2 separate regions of the Sus scrofa genome follow, and region 2 is linked to region 1. A link is a contact called in public HiChIP or PLAC-seq data. All regions are on one chromosome and are shown on one strand. Each heading gives the region's core, a stretch centred on a gene start, on an enhancer-like site or on the middle of the called end of the contact. The rest is flanking DNA. Distances are from core to core; before and after follow the strand shown. Region 1 overlaps RAB7A (ras-related protein Rab-7a). Region 2 holds the start of RAB7A (ras-related protein Rab-7a).

Region 1 (5,353 bases), core at 2,093-4,592:
CACTGAAGTTACTGACCAACAAATCCTTCCTGAAAGCTTTAGCAGAACGTGTCATTACTGTCCCAGATAATGACAGCTAGGAGAGAAGGGTAAGGAAAAGACAGGCAGGGGCTGAGACCCACCTGCTTCAGCGCGTTCCGAGCGATCGTCTGGAAGGCTTGCTCCACATTGATGGCCTCCTTGGCGCTGGTCTCAAAGTAGGGAATGTTGTTTTTGCTGTAGCACCAGGCCTGCGCCCGCTTCGTGGCCACCTAGAAGGAGAGGCATGTGTGCTCAAGACAGGGCTGCCCGGCATGGCTGCTATCCTGCCCAGAAGGGCCGTGGTCCCCGTCCACAGGAGATGCTGGCTATGTGCCCACTGCCACCCTGGCTACAGCCATAGCTCCCAGTAAACACGCAGCAGCCCATGAAGAAAAGCCTCATCTCCTGTGGAACCTTGGGGGGTCTGCAGCTTGGGAAACACCTGGAGGCTTGGTTGTCAGGCCTGAAGCCCTTTCCCTGTCACCACCGGTTATATCACCTGTGCCACATCCCTAAGGGCCCAAATCCTGCAGCTCCCACCCCACCTCCAACCCATTCTCCGCATGAAAGGAGAACTAGGTTACTGAGGGAAGATGGGAAAGCCGAGCTCTAATTAAGACATACTCTCTGTCCCCAGGGAGATGCTACTTGAAGGTAAACCAGAGCAATCTTACTCAAAGCCTCAGGGACCTTTTGTATGCGTGGAGACCTAGGCAGGCCCTGAAGACAACAATATCTAATCCCCTCCTGGGGATGGGGGAACGAGGTGCAGAGGCACAGGCAGTAGGTCAGAGTCAGCCAGGGACAGCGTGGGGATGTAAGCCGGTCTCCTGGCCCTGGTCCTCAGAGGCAGCTGGCGTGGAGGCAGTGCACCCCCAGCACTCCAGGCTCGGCATAGAACGTGCCAAACTCACAAAAGCCCCTCAGAAGCAGGTGGCTCTCAAAGAACACGAAAGTGACAGCGGTCCCCAGAATGTTCCTCCTGGCCAGCAGCTCTCAGCACCATCTCCAGGTCAGAAGACTCCGGCCAGATGACAGAGCCCACTCGAGAAGCATCCCCCACTTAGCAATCGTGACGTGGACTGCAGATCAGGTCTGCCTCTAAGTTCCAGAGACTGAATCCCACATGGCCTTAAGTCACATCACTTCCCTTAGGCCAGGAGGGACAGCCAGTATGGGCAAGTCCAGAATGGACTCGCTCCTCTGTGGGCATAACTTGAAAGGGAATGCCACTGCACCCCCCTGCCAGGGGGCCAAGACCTTTCCAAGGTCAGGAAGCCTGGGGCTGGGCAGGCAGGTAACTAGGTGGTGGTCCCGCCCCTGCCCCACAAGGGGGCGCACCCAGCCCAACAGATCCTTGAGGCACCTGGCTTTTTGCTAAGCAAATCTAAAAACTGTACCAGTCACCCAAAAAGTAGCTGCCACTTTTTAAAGAAAGCCTTTTCACGATTTAGGGGCTATAATCTAAATGCCTTCCACCACCTTCAGCACTCACCTGTCTGTTTTCGAGGTCGATCTTGTTTCCCAACACAACAAAGGGGAAGTTTTCGGGATCCCGGGGACTGGCCTGGATGAGAAACTCATCTCTCCAGCTATCCAGGGTTTTGAATGTGTTGGGGGCAGTCACATCAAACACCAGAACGCAGCAGTCTGCGCCTCTGTAGAAGGCCACGCCAAGAGACTGGAACCGTTCCTGTCCGGCTGTGTCCCAGATCTGGGGAGACAAAAGGCTTATTCGTGGGGCATGTGGGAAAACTCGGCATTCCAGGGACCAGCACTTTGGGATTCGGGAAGCAGATGTCAGCACCAGCCTGTCCGAAATACCCGACCAACAGCAGGTATGTGTGCCTGAGCCCCTGCCTCACCGCCCCCCGACCCCCAAGTCTGGAGGTGCTGGGAGAGTTTTCATCTTGATCCAGGTGGTCACATGGGTGGATATTTATGTAAAATCTGCACTATAAACAAGATGTACCCCATGGGAACTTTCTGGGGGTGATGAAATATGGAGAAGGGATTATTCACTGAATTGTACATTTAAATCTATGTATTTTACTGTATGTAAAGCTGACCTGTTAAAGAAAATCAGTGTGTTTTATCTACATTACACCTCAAATAACAAACAAAACAAAAGTGCCAAGAGAGACAGATACAGACAGACAGAGATAAGCACAAACACACAGGTAAGAGACGGACATGGGGAGAGGTAGAGACAGGGACACACAAAGAGACAGAGAGAGAGACCTAAATACACAGAGATGGGGAGACAGTAAGGGGAAAAGGCAAGGAGATCACCACAGAACAGATGAAGGTCACTTCTGATCAAAGGAGCCCCAGGTGCTGCTGACCAGCTCAAGGAACTCCCATCATTTGTTGTCATTCAAGGTTCAAGAGCAAGGGTGGATTTCATCAATGCCCCAGATCCCAACAGTACCCAGTCGGCCTGGAGAGATAGCCAATGTTCCCAGGAAGGTCCCCAGAGCCCATCAACAGTGAGCCATAGGGTCTGAGGCTGAGGGCAGTATCTTCCAGCTGATAGGGTCTTCAAGTGGTGGATCCAGTGTCCATTTGCAGGAAACCACTGGGCTTCAGAACTACACGAGAATCTGGACCATTCTCATAACCCAAATAAACTCCACCTTTAATGTCCAGATCAGCAGCCAACTATCCAAAGGCCCAAGGTTTAGACCAAAATGGACTGCAGACTGCGCAGCTACACTTGAACCTCCAGAACCATGTTCTGCAAAAGGAGGGCTGCACTCCTCTGGGAAGCCCCTCTCAGGCAGCCAGCCCTGCCTCCCAAGACCCAGAGCACTTGGGGACATGTTAGCTGCCCACCCTGGCCACACACAGACTGACCTTACAGTTCAGGCAGAAAGAGCCTCATCGTATAAAAGGAGGCCATGGCGCTGGGTCAGAGGGTGTGTATCCGGAGCAGGGCAGGAAGTCCAACAGGACTGTGCTACAGGGCTGACATTTCCCTGTTACCAAGCTCATGACACCTAAAGCCCACAACACCTCCCAAGATGCTCTCCAGGAGTCCTGAGACGGTGCGCTAACCCAGAAGGCTGGTCTGTCCTTGGGGACTGGTTCAAACAGCACCATGGCAAACGGGCACAGAGCCCAAACATAAGTGCCATCTGGAAAGCTGGGAGTGGCAGCTTCCGAAGCCCTAGAGGCAGTTCCAATAAAGCAGACAGACCACACGGGCCAAGCTACACTCAGAGTGCATGCTGGGAGGGGCTGTGTGTCACTGCCCTCTGAGGAGGGCAGTGCTGAGAAGGCCACTGAGCCTTTCTCTCCAGCACACGTGACCTTCCGCACTCAGCGCATGGCGACATGGCCAATGCTGGGTCACACACTTGGTAGCAGGGAGCCAGCCCCTGGCAGCCCATACCCTTTCCGGGAAATACTGACCAATACATGCTCTAAGTGCTCTGGGAAGGACCTCCCCAGTGGCCATGGGAAGTCAGACTGCAGGAGTGGAGTCAGGAGCTGCTGTGAATGCCCACGTGTGGCAGAAGTGCCGAGACCCCAGGTAAAGGAAGCAGCCCCTAGGAACCAGGGGAAGTGACTGCAGGGTGATGAGCAACACAAGAAAATGCAGCCCAGGAGCAGCAGGCACTTACACTGCCCGGCTCCCACAATGAGCAAAGTACCCATATGCAGGCAAAACAGGGTGTCTAGGGACAGAGGACCAGGGGTGGGACTGCCATGCCAATCACTATGCACTCTTCTTCCCAGAGTCCTACACCGAATACCTGTCTCCAAGTGGAAGAATGAGCCTATGAGCCTTTTCTCATTAAAGAGGACTGAGGCGGAGGGGTCAAGAACTCTGTCAGACAGTAAAATGCAAATATACAACCATTCCCGCAAAAAGAATGTAGCAAAGAAAAATTTTAAAACAGAATTTACATATAGACATGGACAAAATTTTTAAAAAGTTTTTTTCCATTAGGAAAGCAACATTGTTGAGTTCCTTGGTGGCACAGTAAATTAATGACCTAGTATTGTCACGGCAGTGCTGCTGTGATGTAGGTTCAATTCCTGGCCTGGTTCCATATGTCACAGGTGCAGCCCAAAAGTAAATTAATATTTTTTAAAAAGAAATGTAACACTGTTACTATATAGACATCTGGATAAGTAAAGCAAAGGCCCCCAAAGCCCTGAAACACTTGGCCTCCTCCCACACTGGGACCATCTTCATTTGCTCATGTCCTAGCTTAGGTATCCGTGCTGCAGGGGGGGACTGAGGTGAAATCCTACAGTTGCCCCACTAAACACAACTGGCAACGCCTCACATGTGTACTACTGCCCAATGACTCAGCAAACCACTTCATTCTTTTTTAAAAATACATGGCCAGGAGTTCCCTTTCGGTCTAGCCAGTTAATGACCCAGCATTGTCTCTGTTGTGGCTCAAGTGGCTGGTGTGGCACAGGTTTGATCCCTGGCCTGGGAACTTCTGCATGCTGTGAGGATGGCCAAAACAAACAAATTAAAAAACCCGCTGCTGCCAGTTTTTCATAGTTACAATCAACTCAGCACCAAACATTATCACAAAGGACCTTCCCCGTATTTCAGATTGCTTTTTTTTTTTAAGGGCAAATGGAGGTTCCCAGGCTTAGGGGTCCAATTGGAGCTACAGCTGCTGGCTTTCACCACAGCTACAGCAACATCAGATCCGAGCCACATCTGTGTCTGCGACCTACACTACAAGCTCACGGCAGCGCCGGATCCTTAACCCACTGAGAGAGGCCAGGGATGGAACCCACAACCTCATGGTTCCTAGTCGGATCCGTTTCTGCTGCACAAAGACAAGAATTCCCAGATTGCTTCTTTAGGACAGGATCCCAAGAGCAGAATTATTTAAGAACTTTATTACTCCTGGGTGAAACCAAAAAGTTTTGGAACTGAGATACAGAGACGTCAAAGTAAGGAATTAAAAGTTGAAATTGGCAAGTTTTCAAAGTTAACTTCAAACTTAGAATAGTCCTGTGGCTGTGATCTTTCAAATTTTGTGATATTTTAATTGAAGTATTTTATTTTCTACATTCAAAATACACCCATATATTTATCTATCCACAACTCTAACATGACAAATATTAACCTACAAAAATGTATCACCTCTACAAATGCTGGAGAGGGTGTAGAGAAAAGGGAACCCTCCTACACTGTTGGTGGGAATGTAAACTGGTATAGCCATGATGGAAAACAGTATGGAGGTTCCTCAGAAAACTAAATATAAAGCTATCTTAGAATCCAGCAATCCACACTCCTGGGCATATATCCGGACAAAACTATAATTCAAAAAGACACATGCACCCATATGTTCAC
Region 2 (5,353 bases), core at 1,033-3,532, 100 kb after region 1:
TATTACTGGCCAGGTGAGCCTTTTATCCACCATGACTCTGCTATCCCCACAATAACCCCTTAAGACGAATACCATAATTTCCCACGCCTCACATATGAATAAATCAGGCCTTAGATGCTTCCAAAATGTCACTTCACAATCCTTTGTTATGGATCTTTGATTCCTATATTTGTGCACCTACTCCTTAGGTTTTCGATGCCATCTCTAAGTAAGATTATCCACAAAATTCCCCCAAGCCTGCTGGCAGGGCTGAAGGGAGGTCCACAATCACCACAGCACCTTAAATCCATGTCCCATCACCAGGCTACGCCATGGCCCATAATGCACAATGACTGACTACATTTAAAATCTTATAGTGATCTTGTAAACAGCTTAATGTTTCATTTATGATTCAAAATTACCTCATCAAATTTAAATATGTAAATCATACTCTCCTCTCTGCAACCCTACTGGATATTAGTTCATGTAAAAATGTGTGTCCATCCTATGTTCACAGAGTTATTCACAGTAGCAAACAGTAGAAGCAAACCAGGTGTCTACGAACAGATGAATAAATAAAATGCGGTGTCAGGGTGGAAAAATTTTCCTTCTATTTTTCTAATTTCTTTGGCTAGTCTAATGGTTAAATTGTCATAAAAAAGATTAATAGGCAAGGAACCAACTTAATTTCATATGTATGGGAGCCCTATAAAAATAAGAAGGTAGTCAGGCAAGTGAGGCTTATCTGCCCTCCTGAGCTGAGGGAAGGGTTGGGGCTGGAGCTTCAGAGGGGAGGAGGGCCACTCACAAGAAGAGAAGAGCAGGGCAGAGGCTTGGTGATTAGATGTTTGTCCTGCCATGCATGTAAGTCTTTTATTTTATTTTATTTTGATTTATTTATTTATTTTTTGTCTTTTTGCTATTTCTTTGGGCCGCTCCTGCGGCATATGGAGGTTCCCAGGCTAGGGGTCGAATCGGAGCTGGAGCCGCCGGCCTACACCAGAGCCACAGCAACGCGGGATCCGAGCTGCGTCTGCAACCTACACCACAGCTCACGGCAACGCCGGATCGTTAACCCACTGAGCAAGGCCAGGGACCGAACCTGCAACCTCATGGTTCCTAGTGGGATTCGTTAACCACTGCGCCACGACGGGAACTCCCCAAGTAAGTCTTTTAGATAGAAAAGTTTCTCTCTGGTAATTGCTTTTTCTGGTCTGGTCCTTATTTAAATTCTTTTAGGCAGTTAAGGGAGAGCTACAGGCTTTCCCTCATATTGCTGGATACTGACTGCCTTTGGCTCAAAGCAACCCGCGTGCCAAGTTGGCACACTTGGGGTGGCTATTCCGCTACCCTTCAGGGCTCGTGAAAACCACAGAACATCAACCTGCCTTGAAAAAGAAAGGAGCGTGCTACAGCGCGAGTGAACCTTGAAGACTTTATGCTCAGTGATGCACACCAGTCACAAAAGGACAAACACTCCAGGCCTCCTGTATGAGGAAAGAACGGTGGTTGCCAGGGACTGGGGAGGGACAAATGTGGAGGTACCCTTTCAAGGGTACAGAGCTTCGGTCTTCGGCAAAATGAACTTATATAGAGCCTGATCACAGAGCAACGCGATGTATTTAATGCCACTGAACTGCACACTCGAAAGCGACTAAGATGGTTAAGTTCCACGCTGTGTGTATATCACCGATATTAAGTGTTTTTTAAACTTACACAGGATGTGTTTCACATTAATTAAATAAGCAAAGGGTCTCCGACCCGACGCTGTGCTCAGAGGCAGCCCGCTCCGCCGCCCCACCTCCCGGCAGGCCTCCTGGGTTAAGCGTCACTCTGAGGCGACCCCGCGGCCAGAGAAGAAAACCTGCGAACCTGGAGCCCCGCACTGAGCCTTACACATGTCGTTCCCAATGGAACGTTTCGGGATTTGCGTCTTCGCTCGAGGAGACCGAGGCCCCGTGAGTCTTAAAGGAAAACACCAAGCCCGCAACAGTGGGCCCCCATACACTTCCTGGGCTCGGCTTCTCACTCTGTACCTTTCGCGGCAGGTCACGCCTCAGAAAGGAGGGACATAGCTCAGACCCCGGGTCACTGCTGACTTCGCGGCCCAACGAGGCGCTCTGAGGGCGGGGGAGCCGGGTGGGGAGGGAAACACGCCGCCGCTCACTTTCATTTCCGGCCGCCCAGCCAACGCCTCCATCTTGTGCCTTCTGCCGCTTACTGACAACAAAGGCGCCGGGAAATTCCGCGGGAGCCGTCTTTGGCTAGAAGCCTGCTGCAAGCCCTACGCCAGGATCGCCGCGTGTCCCAGAAACAGAACAGCTTCTCAGCGTTCCGAACCGCCCCATAGGCAGCCGCCATTTTGTACGGCAAACCCCTCTATTTCCGCGACCGGCCGCTGACGTAACTGGCGAGGTGCAAGCCAACAAAGGCCGCGCTCATGCCCTCTGGCGGCGGTACAGGAGCAGCATCGCCAGCTTTGACCTGCGGGGGGACTCTGCTTCCGGGTCTTCTCGGGGGGCGTGGCCCGGACCTGTGAGCCGAGCTGGGGCGCGGCTGCGGTGGCCTGGGAACGTGTGTATTGGCATTGGCGCGGGCGCTGTGTGCTGAGCCAGCATGGCTTGATGGGCTCGGTGATCTGTTAGTCACCGTGTCGGAAAGGCCCGTGCTGTTGTTGCCATTTACAGATGAGAAAACAGCGTCCACCTTGCCCTCCCCATTCAACCTTAGTGGAGGTGGCCCGGAGGTCCCTCCTTTATATAAAATGGGGTGACGTTATCTAATGGGCAGGGCAATTGCAAGGACTGAGTTTTCCAATCACAGTATCTCCTTAAATCTCCGTTTCTTACCCACTCGTAATAGTAAGAACAGCAACCCCTTACAGCATGTGTACCACTTGGTCTACAACCCTATGAGGCTCGTTTTACAGGTGAGGACAGGGAGGAAGGCTCAAAGTCCCCCAATAGCTGGTATTGGGGACAGTTTGGGGTGAGAGATTGACTAACTGTAACTGCTACACATTCTCCCTGTCAGGTGTGTGCAAAAAAGGTGGTAAAGTAACGGAGCCCAACCCTCATAGTTGTTGCAGCCTCCTGGGACAGACACTGGGGCTTCTAAGGCCAGGCCCCTCAGGGGAGGAAAGAGATGAGGTAGGGAAGAAGAGGGGGAGTACCAGAGGGAATGGGCTGGAGGCACCGAGAAGCATCTTTGTCCCTTCTGCACCAAAAGTGAGGAAATGGCTTTCAGCCTGAAAAATGGGAATCTGGGATGATAGTAATGATGATAATTGCTACAACACACTGAGCAGTTACCACAGCTACCACAGTAAGCCTTAATCCAGCCTCAAAAATGGAGACAACTTGGGAAAAGTAGGTCCCTTATCCTTGGCAGTCTTTTACTTACCTATGAAGCTAGGGCAGAGAGGATCCCTGTCCTGGCCACCTAGCCAAGTTGTTATGAGCATAGAGTTTTGGTGTTCTCTTTGCCATCTGATGTGGCTTTTTTTTTTTTTGTCTTTTTGCTATTTCTTGGGCCGCTCCCGCGGCATATGGAGGTTCCCAGGCTAGGGGTCCAATCGGAGCTGGAGCCACCAGCCTATACCACAGCCACAGCAACACAGGATCCGAGCCACGTCTGCAACCTACACCACAGCTCACGGCAACGCCGGATCGTTAACCCACTGAGCCAGGGCAGGGACCGAACCCGCAACCTCATGGTTCCTAGTCGGATTCGTTAATCACTGCGCCATGACGGGAACTCCTGATGTGGCTTTTGAGGGAAGATGGCGTTGGCAAGGCTGGGGAAAACAGGCGCTGTGACACCTACAGGTGGAAATGTATGTTTTTACACCTCATTGGAAGCCAAGCTGGCAATATCTGTTAACATAGAACTAAGGCCTAGGAAATTATCTTACAGGTGTATTGCCCCATATGGACAAAAAGACAACCCAGCATTTTTTGAATACCCAAAGCCTGGAAACAATCAATAGGGAACTGGTTTGTTAAAAAGCATGACACATTCATGTAAGAGCACAGTGCTCTTACAGCATGATCACCTAATTCACCTACAACTGTCACTGTTTGGCTGCAGATAATAGAATACTCTTCTATTGTGGTTTAAATAAACAAGTGTTACTCTACCTCATTCAATAAGTAGTCCAAGGATGGGCAGATCTGAGGCTTGTATGGGCATGATGTGCCATCAGGGACACAGATTCTTTTAACATTTTAAGAAGTTTTTCTTGGAGTTCCCGTCATGGCGCAGTGGTTAACAAATCCGACTAGGAACCATGAGGTTGCGGGTTCGGTCCCTGCCCTTGCTCAGTGGGTTAACGATCCGGCATTGCCCTGAGCTGTGGTGTAGGTCGCAGACGTGGCTCAGATCCCGAGTTGCTGTGGCTCTGGCATAGGACAGTGGCTACAGCTCTGATTAGACCCCTGGCCTGGGAACCTCCATATGCCGCAGGAGTGGCCCAAGAAATGGCAAAAAGACAAAAATAAATAAATAAATAAAAATAAAAAGTTTTTCTTATTGTGAATGATCATATCCTGATAACTACACACACATATATACATATAAATATACATACATGCGTGGAACATAAGTGTTCAAATTAGTAAATTACTGTAATATGAATATCTATATGACCACTACCTAGGTAAAGAAAGAAATGCTGGGAGTTCCCATTGTGATTCAGTGGTAATGAACTCAGCTTGTAACCATGAGGATGAAGGTTCGATCCCTGGCCTCCTCATTCAGTGGGTTAAGGATCTGACGTTGCCGTGAGCTGTGGTGTAGGTCACAGATGTGGCTTGGATCTGGCATTGCTGTGGCTGTGGTGCAGGCCAGCAGCTGCAGCTCTGATGCAACCCCTAGCTTGGGAACCTCTGTGTGCTACACGTGTGGCCCTAAAAAAAAAGAGAAAAAAGAAAAAAGAAAAAAAAAAGGAAAGAGAATGCTGCCAGCATCCCAGAGGCTCCCCCTGGAGCTGCTTCACCCCTCATGCTTGAACGTCCCAGGTAGGCAGTGCAGTATCGAAGGGTACACAACAGGATCTGCGGCAGATACACCGTCCGGGCCAACACTGAGCTGTCAGCAATGGCTGGCCCTCCCTGGCAAATCACAAATAGCCATAGGGCCATGGCCCAGCCACTCAGAGATGTTAAAAGTCTAGAAACAGGACACAGGAATGGAGTCATTTTCCCACAAGTTGGTGAACATACCCACTCAGTTGAACAAGGCCAGTAACACGTTGGAAATGTGATGTGATCTGTCCAGGAGCCGATGGCTGTGGTTATGGAGACAACCCAGGGAAGCACACTAGCTGGGCCCACCAAGAAGCCAGCCTTGTCCTTTAGCTGTGACGGGTGATGCG

Evidence for each region. HiChIP or PLAC-seq counts read pairs in DNA pulled down with a chosen protein or histone mark.
Region 2: an H3K27ac HiChIP or PLAC-seq map of skeletal muscle shows a contact between it and region 1. The contact joins the promoter of RAB7A here to the enhancer-like site in region 1. A contact is called at or near these places in 5 of 5 promoter capture datasets (fetal liver, fetal skeletal muscle, liver and 1 more), 24 of 47 Hi-C or Micro-C datasets (alveolar macrophages, blood, embryonic fibroblasts and 10 more) and 2 of 2 datasets of contacts at active chromatin or transcription factors (alveolar macrophages and skeletal muscle).

What each region holds. Positions count from the first base shown.
Region 1 is chr13:71,782,154-71,787,506 of Sscrofa11.1, forward strand. It overlaps RAB7A (ras-related protein Rab-7a), which reads right to left. Exons shown (of 7, transcript XM_021069433.1): 5 at 1,517-1,735; 6 at 123-251. Among named protein-coding and RNA genes, the nearest start is that of HMCES, 53 kb to the left of the region's middle. Within about 2 kb of position 3,343, at least 15 of the 83 cell types and tissues checked have an H3K27ac peak or open chromatin away from gene starts, as enhancers often do. A contact at or near this core is called in alveolar macrophages, retroperitoneal adipose tissue and skeletal muscle, where this site is marked.
Region 2 is chr13:71,884,476-71,889,828 of Sscrofa11.1, forward strand. RAB7A (ras-related protein Rab-7a) reads right to left here and starts at 2,283. Exons shown (of 7, transcript XM_021069433.1): 1 at 2,147-2,283.